2 separate regions of the Mus musculus genome follow, and region 1 is linked to region 2. A link is a contact called in public HiChIP or PLAC-seq data. All regions are on one chromosome and are shown on one strand. The core of a region is the stretch at or near the end of the contact, and the rest is flanking DNA. Distances in the headings are between cores, read along the strand shown. Region 1 overlaps Ttll11 (tubulin tyrosine ligase-like family, member 11). Region 2 overlaps Gm13446 (predicted gene 13446).

Region 1 (4,400 bases), core at 1,109-3,608, 280 kb before region 2:
GAACTCCATCACCTGAGCGTCACTGTATAAGTCAACCAAGACCCCACTTCCCCATGAAAGTCCACTGTTCTCTACTTGCTTGCTGCTTCCCAAGCCCTTTATTTCAGTCCTTAAACCTTCAGAGACACGCAGGAGCCCACTCTTTACTGAATGATATGTCTGTCATTCTCAGACTTGAGCTTGATGTTCTCCAGGACAGTCAGGGCATGCCTCCACCTGAGCAGATCCAGAGCTGTCCTTTGCTGCTTGCCATTGGAATCTGAGGACCTCTCATTCTCTTCATAACCAACCCCCTGATTATGGGAACTGACGTTCCACTGTCTCACATTTTGTTCACTCTGCCAGGAAGACCCTGCTGCCTATCCATCTGCAGGCTGGATCCTTAGAAAAAAAATTGTTAGGTCAAAGAATAGGTGATTTTAAATTTTGATTGCTACTGCCAAAATTTATGAGGGTGTTTGGGGCCAGCTGCTGCTTGTAGAAGATAAGTAAATATGCACACATACATACTCATGCGTGCATGCACACACACACACACACACACACACACACACACAGGAGCTAACATGAAGAAAGTTGCCAACATTTTATGTCTCCATGTAGTGATAATTCCTAAATACCAATTATCACCAATTAAATGTGAAATTGGGACTTCCATGTGTCAAAATGTCTGCAATTTCACATGATTGAACTTAATGTTGTCAGCATGGTTTCATAAAGGCATGATCTCCATATGTTCACACCAGCGAGCGTGCGCGAGCACGCACGCGCACACACACACACACACACCTTTTGTGTTTTTCACTTCACTGTGGTGTGTGAACATTTAGTCTCATGTGTGGTGCAGCCCATCCTATGCCTCTGCCAGCAGCCATCTGCTCTGTGACTGAGAGGAAGGATCGTTTACAGGGAGATTGACGTGTTAGAGAGGGAATAAGTCACACATTCTGTCCCAGGTCCCTTGTATGATGGAGCCACTGTGGGGATGGTGTGTTAGTCATGAGCTTGTCACTGTAATAGAATAGTTGAAGAGACAAGAAGAATTTAGTTGGCTCATGGTCTCAGAAGTCTCAATCAGTGGTTGGCTAGCTACATTGCTTTTCTACCTGTGACGAGACAGAAAAGTTATGGGAGAAGGGTGTGGTGAGAGAGAAAGCTACTCACATCATTGTGGCCATGAAGCAAAGAGACAGCCATTGCAATGTGAAATGTAACTATAGACAATGCTTAAATATACGTGGCTGTGTTCCAATGAAGCCTTATTTACAAGAGCACATGACAAAGTGGTTTGATCCATTATTATGGGAGTAAAAACAAGAACAGACTGAATTTGGATCAATACTAGCTTTGGTGCTTAGAAGCTGTGTTTCTGAGGCAAGCTACTTCAGCCTTTGGAGGCTTTGTTTCCCAAAATGTAAAGCAGGAGAATGATTGCTCCCTCCAGACCTGGGAGAGCCAGCTGAGAGTGCATGCAAGTGGGAGCGTCTGGGACTGCAGACACGCACAGATGTGGGAGGGGTTTGGGAGTAGCTAGCTTTAATGGTAGATCTATACCCGGCAGCCCAACTTCCTTTCCATAGCTCCATCCAGGGAATAACATGAAAGAGCGGGAGGCAGGATACTGAAGGAGTGACAGACGAGATGCTCAGAACGTTGATTTGGTTTCAGCACAAGCACTGGGCAGACATGATGATGTCCCTGGTCCTCCTTGCACAGCCTTCGGGTGTCTATTCAGCAACGCCCTGGTCTCATTGCATCCATCTCTAGCAGCTCACGGCTTCCAGAAACACAGTCCTAGACAGATGTTCAGTCTGTCTGGGGATTAGAGATACCCTCTTCCATTAAGCATAAATTAACTTAATCACCAGGTATGAAAGATAAGCAACACAAACAAACAGCACTCCCTGAAGCTTTCATTAAAATTAAAATTGTACTTAAAATTTAGCTCATATTTTCTAGGACTCAAACCCCTTCAAAGAGATAGTGTCTGCTCTATGTTTTCTCTGATAAGTGGCAGAGATGAGGGTGCAGGAGACAGTGGTAGACTGTGTGGTTTGGCTTCACCTCCTGGTCCTCTCACCAATGCAGGATCTGGACAGTTTATAGAAGTCATTCATTCAGCCGGGTCTGGTCCCTAAGCACTTCCATCACTTGTCAGACTGGTCCAAGAAAACAGAACTCAGAGGCAAGATTCCCAGATTCTTACTGCTGGGCCCCACACTGTGGAAAGCACAAGAAAAACAAGAGAGAAGGAACGCCACCCGCCACAAATCATCACGAGCCCTGGAAGGCAAGCTTCCCCTGCTCCTGCTTGCTTGTCTGGGCTGAGCCGGATGAGTGCAGAATGGGCGACCGGCGGGTCACAGTTCAATGTAGTCTTTATCAAACATTACACACACGGAAGGAATTCAGCCAAGTCTACAGAGCACGGTAGGAAGACCATGGGAGGCAGAGACAGCTAGCCTCGAATCCTGGCTCTTTATTTTGTTTTCTGCCTGTAATCTTGGGCATATCTTACTAATTTCTCTGAGCCTCAAATCCCTAGTTTACCAAATAAAGAAAATAACTTCTTGCCCATAACATCATCGTGGTAATCAGAGGAGGTCACAGAAAGGCCTGAAACTTATCCCACCTAAAGCATACACGTAATTAAGAAAGTCACTGGATATCCACCACTTTGTGGACCCAGAAGAGATCTAGATCTCAGTGACAGCAAGGCTTTTCTTGGCCTGTGGGTCAGAGAGAGGAGTTCTGAGCAGCCTTCTGCTCAGAAAGGCAGCGAGAACACGAGAACACCGTGGTGACTGGGAACTGGAGGATTGTAAGCAGCATGATATTGTCACCTGGTGAGGGGGACAGGAAGAAAACCTGGAGGGTTGAACATCTCTTGGTATGTGCAAACATCCCTGGAGGACATGACCTGAAGTGTTCTGAACGATTCTTCAGTGAGTCTCAGAGTCCAGTACCATATTTCCCTAGACCAGACAATGTCCCTTACAGAAGGAACTTGCTTGCTTTGGCTGAACTGTAGAGCTGAGGGGAACCTAGGGGTAGAGTTGAGGACACAGGGTCCTACTGTCATACACAAATTAGGACCTATCTTTTGGTTTAAAAACCTGCTCCCCTCCTCATTACAAAACACAGCCCCATGCGACCATTTCAGGATCTCAACCAAGTCTGGCACACGTTCTTCAGAAATACCAAGACGCGCTAGCCAGAGTTTTATTTTGTGGTTTGCCTCTTTCCTATTGTAAAGTTGCCTCGTTAATCAAAACAGTCATTATATCCGAGACAATCAAAGATGTCTAGGCTCTTTCCTATGTAACCCAAAACATGCTCATTTATAAGAGAAATAGTTAGAATACTTATAAGGCAAGTATTATTTTAGAAAAAGGGGGTGGACAGAAAAGATGTTTTCCGCAAACATTTCTGTCTTGACAGCTCAGTGTCACTCTCTCCGGGAGCCCTCAGCCCTTTGTGGTGAGGACAAATGTGTGTTAAAGAAAGTGGCTGGGGTTGGTCTCTTATCTGCAGTCACAGTGATGGTAGCACCACTTTCTAAACTGCCACACTCATCTGACAGGAAGCTGTGAAGGCTCTGGAAGGTTCTAAAGCCAACATACAGGGTGGCAGAATGTTACATAGAGAAGTGTTTGGAAGCTCGCCGTAGATAAGCCCCAGTGAGAGCTAAATACCAGATGTTCTCAACAAGGGAAAACCATGATGCAAGAGACTTACCAAATTGCATTTGCAGAAACCAAATAGCGAAGTGTTGTTCCACCCCACCCCACCCCTGACTGCCACCCCTGCCCCAGGACACCTGCTATGAGTGAGGTTCAGCATCTGCAAAGCACAGAGACCATGTGGTACTGATTTTGTATCTGAAATTTCTATTGTGTAGGCAATGTAGCCAGCCCCCTCTGAGGCTTTGCATGCACATGGAAAGAATCCTGTCTGTATTGCTTACCACTCAGAGTCTCTCTTAGGAAATCTCACTGACTGTTGGGCCAGCAGCAAAGGGCTCTGGGATGTTGCTAGCAGTCATTGCTAGCAACCAGGACCTGACATGTCTCTTCCTCTCTTCTCTAGTGTCCCAGGCACCAGTGCATCACATGGTAATCCCCACCTGGCTTGTAGAGCCATTCAAATGAGTATAACCACACAAACCAGGAATGGTCATATGGCCCTGGGTCTCACACTGGAGGATGAGGCACGACCTAGAGCTTAGTGTTTGGAACCTTCTCAGCCTGTACTTTGGACCTACCTCTAAGCCTGCCATTCCCAGATGATCTAGAATGGGTGGTCCAGAGGACCTGGGCCCAGCTCTTTGACTCTGTTCCTCTCGTTTCCCATGGTTCTGGGAAAGTCCCTTCCCTACACTGGGATTCTCTTTTTCAAAA
Region 2 (4,693 bases), core at 337-2,836:
GATCTGCTGTCCCACCAGCCTCTGTTCCGATTCCCAAGAGTTCACATCTGGAAGCCCTCTGAGCCATGCCGTCCTGTTCCTAGATTATGGAGTTTCTTTTAAAGGCCTCAAGTCTCATGGCCAGTACCATCTAACAAGTCCTGGGCCATACCAGGCTACCCTGTCCCTGATGGTAGAAAAGCAAGGGAATGCCACAAACAGATTGTGAGTTCCTTCAGAGGACAATGGCTCCCATGGCCTGTGAGTTAGCAGTCTCAGGGAATCCCACCACACTGTCCCATAAAACCAGGGATCAGGAAAGAAGAGGCAAGCCACTGCCTCCAGGAGTGAAGAGGGAAGAGTTCAGTCCAATTTGGACCCCAGACGTCCCAGTCCTGGGCAGGCAGATGTCTCAGCTGGTAAGGTTCTTGTCATGCAAGCATGAGGATAGGAGTTCGGCTTCTTAGAACCTAAGTGAAAAACCAGGTAGGCAAGGCAGCTTGCCTATAATCCCAGGACCCAGGGACAAAGACAGAGGATCCTTGGAACAAGCTGGCTCACCACACGGTAAAATCTCCAGGGTTAGTAAGATGTTTGTGCTAAGTAAGAAACTAGGAAGTTAAGAAAAGGTGGAAAGACTGATCGAGGGAGACAGGTGACATCAGCCAGCCTGAGGCTTTCGTGCGCCTGTGCACACAAGCATGCATACATGCGTGCACTCGCACATACACATGCAAAACAAAATTTTCTCAAAGAAAGAAATCAGTCATTGGGGTGCTGCTGAGAAGGACCAGTCACCATCCTTCCCAACTAGCTGATCCCAGGGCCGGCTCTCGGCCACAGAGCAGTGTGAATACTCTCAATCCCAGAGCAGTGTGAGCACTCTCAGCCACAGAGCAGTGTGAATACTCTCAATCCCAGAGCAGTGTGAACATTCTCGATCCCAGAACAGTGTGAACACTCTCAGCCACAGAGCACTGTGAATACTCTCAATCCCAGAGCAGTGTGAACACTCTCAGCCACAGAGCAGTGTGAACACCCTCAGCCACTGAGCAGTGTGGAAAGTCCCAAGTCCTTCCAGAAAAGCTGGCTAGAGAGGAATAACTAGAGTTTGGGGCTTTAAGTATTTTCCAGGGTAAGTGGCTCAAAATGGTAGTCTGGGGTCCTCAAAGATCCCCCAAATCACAGTGAACCAGGAGGCCTGCCTTGAGATCCCAGGATCCAGCTGGACTTGTGTCCTGGAAAGGAAACCCCGGCATAATCAGTGACAGTGAGCCTGTACATAGGTCATCACAGGAATGGTGCAAACGTGGAGGTCCTTTTTCTCATCCACCAAGCATCAAGGTCACCATCCAAGACAGTCATAGGTGTCCCCAGATTAGCAACCCCTGGAGACCCCCTCCAGGACATAATCCCATGAGCTAGCAGTCTCCACGGCACACTGTCCCACACATAGCTAGATTACCTGCCAGAACAAAAACTCTGCTCTCTTCTAGGTGGTACTGGACAGTCACGCCGAAGCCAGTCAGGAAAACCCACAAGAAGCCTGCTATGTTTCCCAGATGAGCAACAGTAGCCGTCTGTGCGATTCAGCAAATGCTGCCTGAAGACTATGCCAAAGGAATGACCCAGGGATGAGTCAGCCAGAGTACTAGCCATGGGCATCACCAGCCATAGGAGAGAGGCTCTCAAAGTGTTACCAGGTGAGGAGTCTGCCCACCGTTGCGAGAGACTTAAAATGCTCTTTTACTGTGGACCTTTGGAAGGCTGGACACACGAAAAAAAAAAAAAGTTCCGAGTGCCAGACCACATAGCTGACCCATTGCAGGGCAGGCAAGTTACATGCTGGAGGGGCCACGCAGTAAATATTTCAGACTTTGTAACTCTGCTCAGTTCTGCATTTGTAACTGGAGAACAACTTTGGGCAGCTCCCCAATGAGTGGATGTGACTGTGGATCAATCAAACAGAACTCTTGGGGGCAGGATGGCTCAGAAGTTAAGATCATTTGATGTGAAATTACGAGCAGCAGATCCCAGCACCGTCTGTGGGACAAGTGGACCATGCCAGCAGACAGAAGAACTAGTAAGGTTGAGCAGGTTTAAAACCCCAGGGAATCTTAACATTGAGAATAGCAGGCTTGGAAACAGCTTCCTGCCAAGCTCTTCCTGTCCTGGAACAGGTAAGCATGACACCCCATTGAGAGGACCTCAATCACATAGGGACAACACCTGAAGTCCTTCCCCACACAAATAGAGCATGCCTAACATCCCAGACTGAGCTAGCACGAAGCATCTAACTCTGGACCCCTCCTTATGCCTGGAATGTATATGTTTATTCCTATCCACATGGATAAAGTACACAAGTTATTTCACTGAGAATCATCTGAGAGTGGCTGTTTTATTGAGCTGTAAGACTCTGGGGAAGTTTTCTCTCCTGAAGCATTCATTGCTGGACCTCGGATCTGCCCAGCAGGCTGGACTCTCACCCCTGCTTGCTGCTGCGGCTACTAGCTGCCATTTGTTGTTAGTCATAGCCACTCCCCACCTTGGCGTTGAGATGATGGCAGTGGGAGAAACCCTGACACTGCATGAGCTTCCCTTTGGAGAGCTCTAACACTTTGGCCATTCCAGCCAGTCTAAAGCCCCTTGGAGCCTTTCTTTCTGTCCAGGTCAGAGATCCTTGGATTGCGTTCTGTCTCCCCTGAGCTGCTTGCCAGCAGCTCTCTGGTACCCCAGTGGTGAAGCAGACACACAGCCCTTCACCCGTCTAGTAAAGAGGGCATCCCTAGATGCCCACAGGTGCCTGTGACTCCAGTGCCGAGCTAAGTGGAAGTAGGAGGGTTGCTGGGACATGCTGGCTTCCGCCAGCTTAGCTGAGAACCTGTGAGCCCCAGGTTCAGTGAGAGAACTGCCTCAATGGAAAAGGAAGGTATACAATATCATCTTCTAGCCTTTAAGGCACCCTTACCCAGGCATGTACACACACACACACACACACACACACACACACACACACACACACAAACATACAAACCATTACTTGACACCAAAAGTGGGCTTTCTTATCATTTTCTTATCTAGTCATAAAATAGTAAAATTTTTTGGAGTTTCTCTTCAACCAGTTGAAGCTGTAAGGATCACATGGGTTGTAGTTTGCTGACCTGTGTCTGTGTGGGGATGCTGGGAGACTGGTTAGCCTTGAGAGGACAAGAGCCTTCAATGTCAGAGTGAGGCTTTTGGGTCAATGGGGGTTGGAGGTTGAGAACCGATAGCATTCACCACTCAGCTGGTGAATCAGCTACCATCCATTCGATCTGCTCTCCTTTCATTGCCCTGAGGACCAAGCCATTGCCCACTTCGAAGCTCAGGAGCAATGTGTGGAGACCAAGCCCTGACATAGTCACAGAAACAATTTTTAAAAACATTATTATGGCTCATATGTGTAATCCCAGAACTAGAAAAGCTGAGGCAGGGGCATTACTATGAATTTGGGGACTTCCATAGAGAGGGCTAAAGATGAAAACTTAAAAAAAAGTTAGGTCAATAAAGAACATAGTTTTCTTTCTTTGGTTTTGTGTGTGTGTGTGTGTGTGTGTGTGTGTGTGTGTGTGTGTGTGTGTTTGCTTGCTTACTTGCTTGCTTAAGACAGGGTCTTGTAGCCCTGGCTGTCCTAGAATTCACTGTGTGGACCATGCTGGCCTTGAACTCACAGAGATCTACCTGCCTCTGCCTCTGGGGTTCTAAGATTGAAGGTATGCTCTGCCAAGCTGAGCAACATGAGTTTTCCTTTAAGCCCACTCCCCACTCTGGGGTCACCACCATTAAGGGGTGGCTAAGTATGAGTCTAGCAGGCTTCCAGTGCACACAGCTATAGACCCATAGATACACCCTCCCATCCAAGGCTCAGCATTCTCATGGCTTGTGGCTTAGTCCCGTGCTTTCCTGCAATGAGGATTTGTCACTGAGCCGTTTAGCAGCATCTTCCTTTTTGACATTTGCCTCCTTGCTGTCACATACCTTACTGGTCCCCTCTACATGATGACACACAACACCATGGAGTCTCACATGTCCTTTCACACCTGGCACTAGGTTCTCTGCTGGGGAGTCTCAGAAGCAGACTAAGGCCTGGAAGCTCGGAGTGTGGGTTAACATGGTACCTGGAGCCATTCTCTACGTTGCTGGGAAGAGGCAAAGCAATTCTCCAGAGCCCTGGGAGGATCCTACCAGAGACATACTCAAGGACCGCTATTGCAGAGCACCTGACTGGTCCAGGGAAGCAAGCATCTCCAGAGAGGATAGGCCTGCCTACTCCTGCATGCTCAGGCCAGAACACGTGTCCAGTGGCAGCCCTTGGAGACAGTCAGTATCCTGGCCCATTTATCCAGTCACTCATGCACGTAGTTAACTAATATTTACTGAGCATTTCTTACGACTTGAGTCCTAGGCTATGGCGGTAAGCACAGGCATGCCCCTGCCATCCTGTTCTTCACTGCCTGGTGAAAGAGGATTTGGTTATCCATTCGTTTGGCTACTGTTTATTGAGAGTCTGGCATCTGTCAGATATTGTTCTAAGCACCGAGACTCTAACACAGAAGAGCACAATAGGGGAGAAAATCCCTGCCCTCCCAGACTTAGAGTCTGGGCGAGGAGACAGATAATGAACACATAGACAAGGGCAGTGTGTCAGAGGCGATGAGTGAGCCAGGGAGGAGAT

Evidence for each region. HiChIP or PLAC-seq counts read pairs in DNA pulled down with a chosen protein or histone mark.
Region 1: a FOXA1 HiChIP or PLAC-seq map of pancreatic cancer cells shows a contact between it and region 2. The contact joins two enhancer-like sites. A contact is called at or near these places in 14 of 39 promoter capture datasets (3T3-L1-derived adipocytes, the C10 cell line, the HPC-7 cell line and 10 more), 1 of 15 datasets of contacts at CTCF or cohesin (embryonic stem cells), 4 of 484 Hi-C or Micro-C datasets (bone marrow-derived macrophages, embryonic stem cells and nephron progenitors), 8 of 115 datasets of contacts at active chromatin or transcription factors (craniofacial prominence, double positive thymocytes, embryonic basal ganglia and 4 more) and 3 of 9 other capture datasets (adipose tissue, embryonic stem cells and macrophages).

The regions. Positions count from the first base shown.
Region 1 is chr2:35,830,864-35,835,263 of GRCm38.p6, reverse strand. All of the region lies in intron 6 of Ttll11 (tubulin tyrosine ligase-like family, member 11), which reads left to right. Among named protein-coding and RNA genes, the nearest start is that of Gm10829, 8.4 kb to the left of the region's middle. Within about 2 kb of position 2,358, at least 93 of the 459 cell types and tissues checked have an H3K27ac peak or open chromatin away from gene starts, as enhancers often do. A contact at or near this core is called in pancreatic cancer cells, where this site is marked.
Region 2 is chr2:35,547,199-35,551,891 of GRCm38.p6, reverse strand. It overlaps Gm13446 (predicted gene 13446), which reads left to right. Exons shown (of 4, transcript NR_045894.1): 4 at 1,476-2,358. Among named protein-coding and RNA genes, the nearest start is that of Gm13446, 9.2 kb to the left of the region's middle. Within about 2 kb of position 1,586, at least 18 of the 459 cell types and tissues checked have an H3K27ac peak or open chromatin away from gene starts, as enhancers often do. A contact at or near this core is called in pancreatic cancer cells, where this site is marked.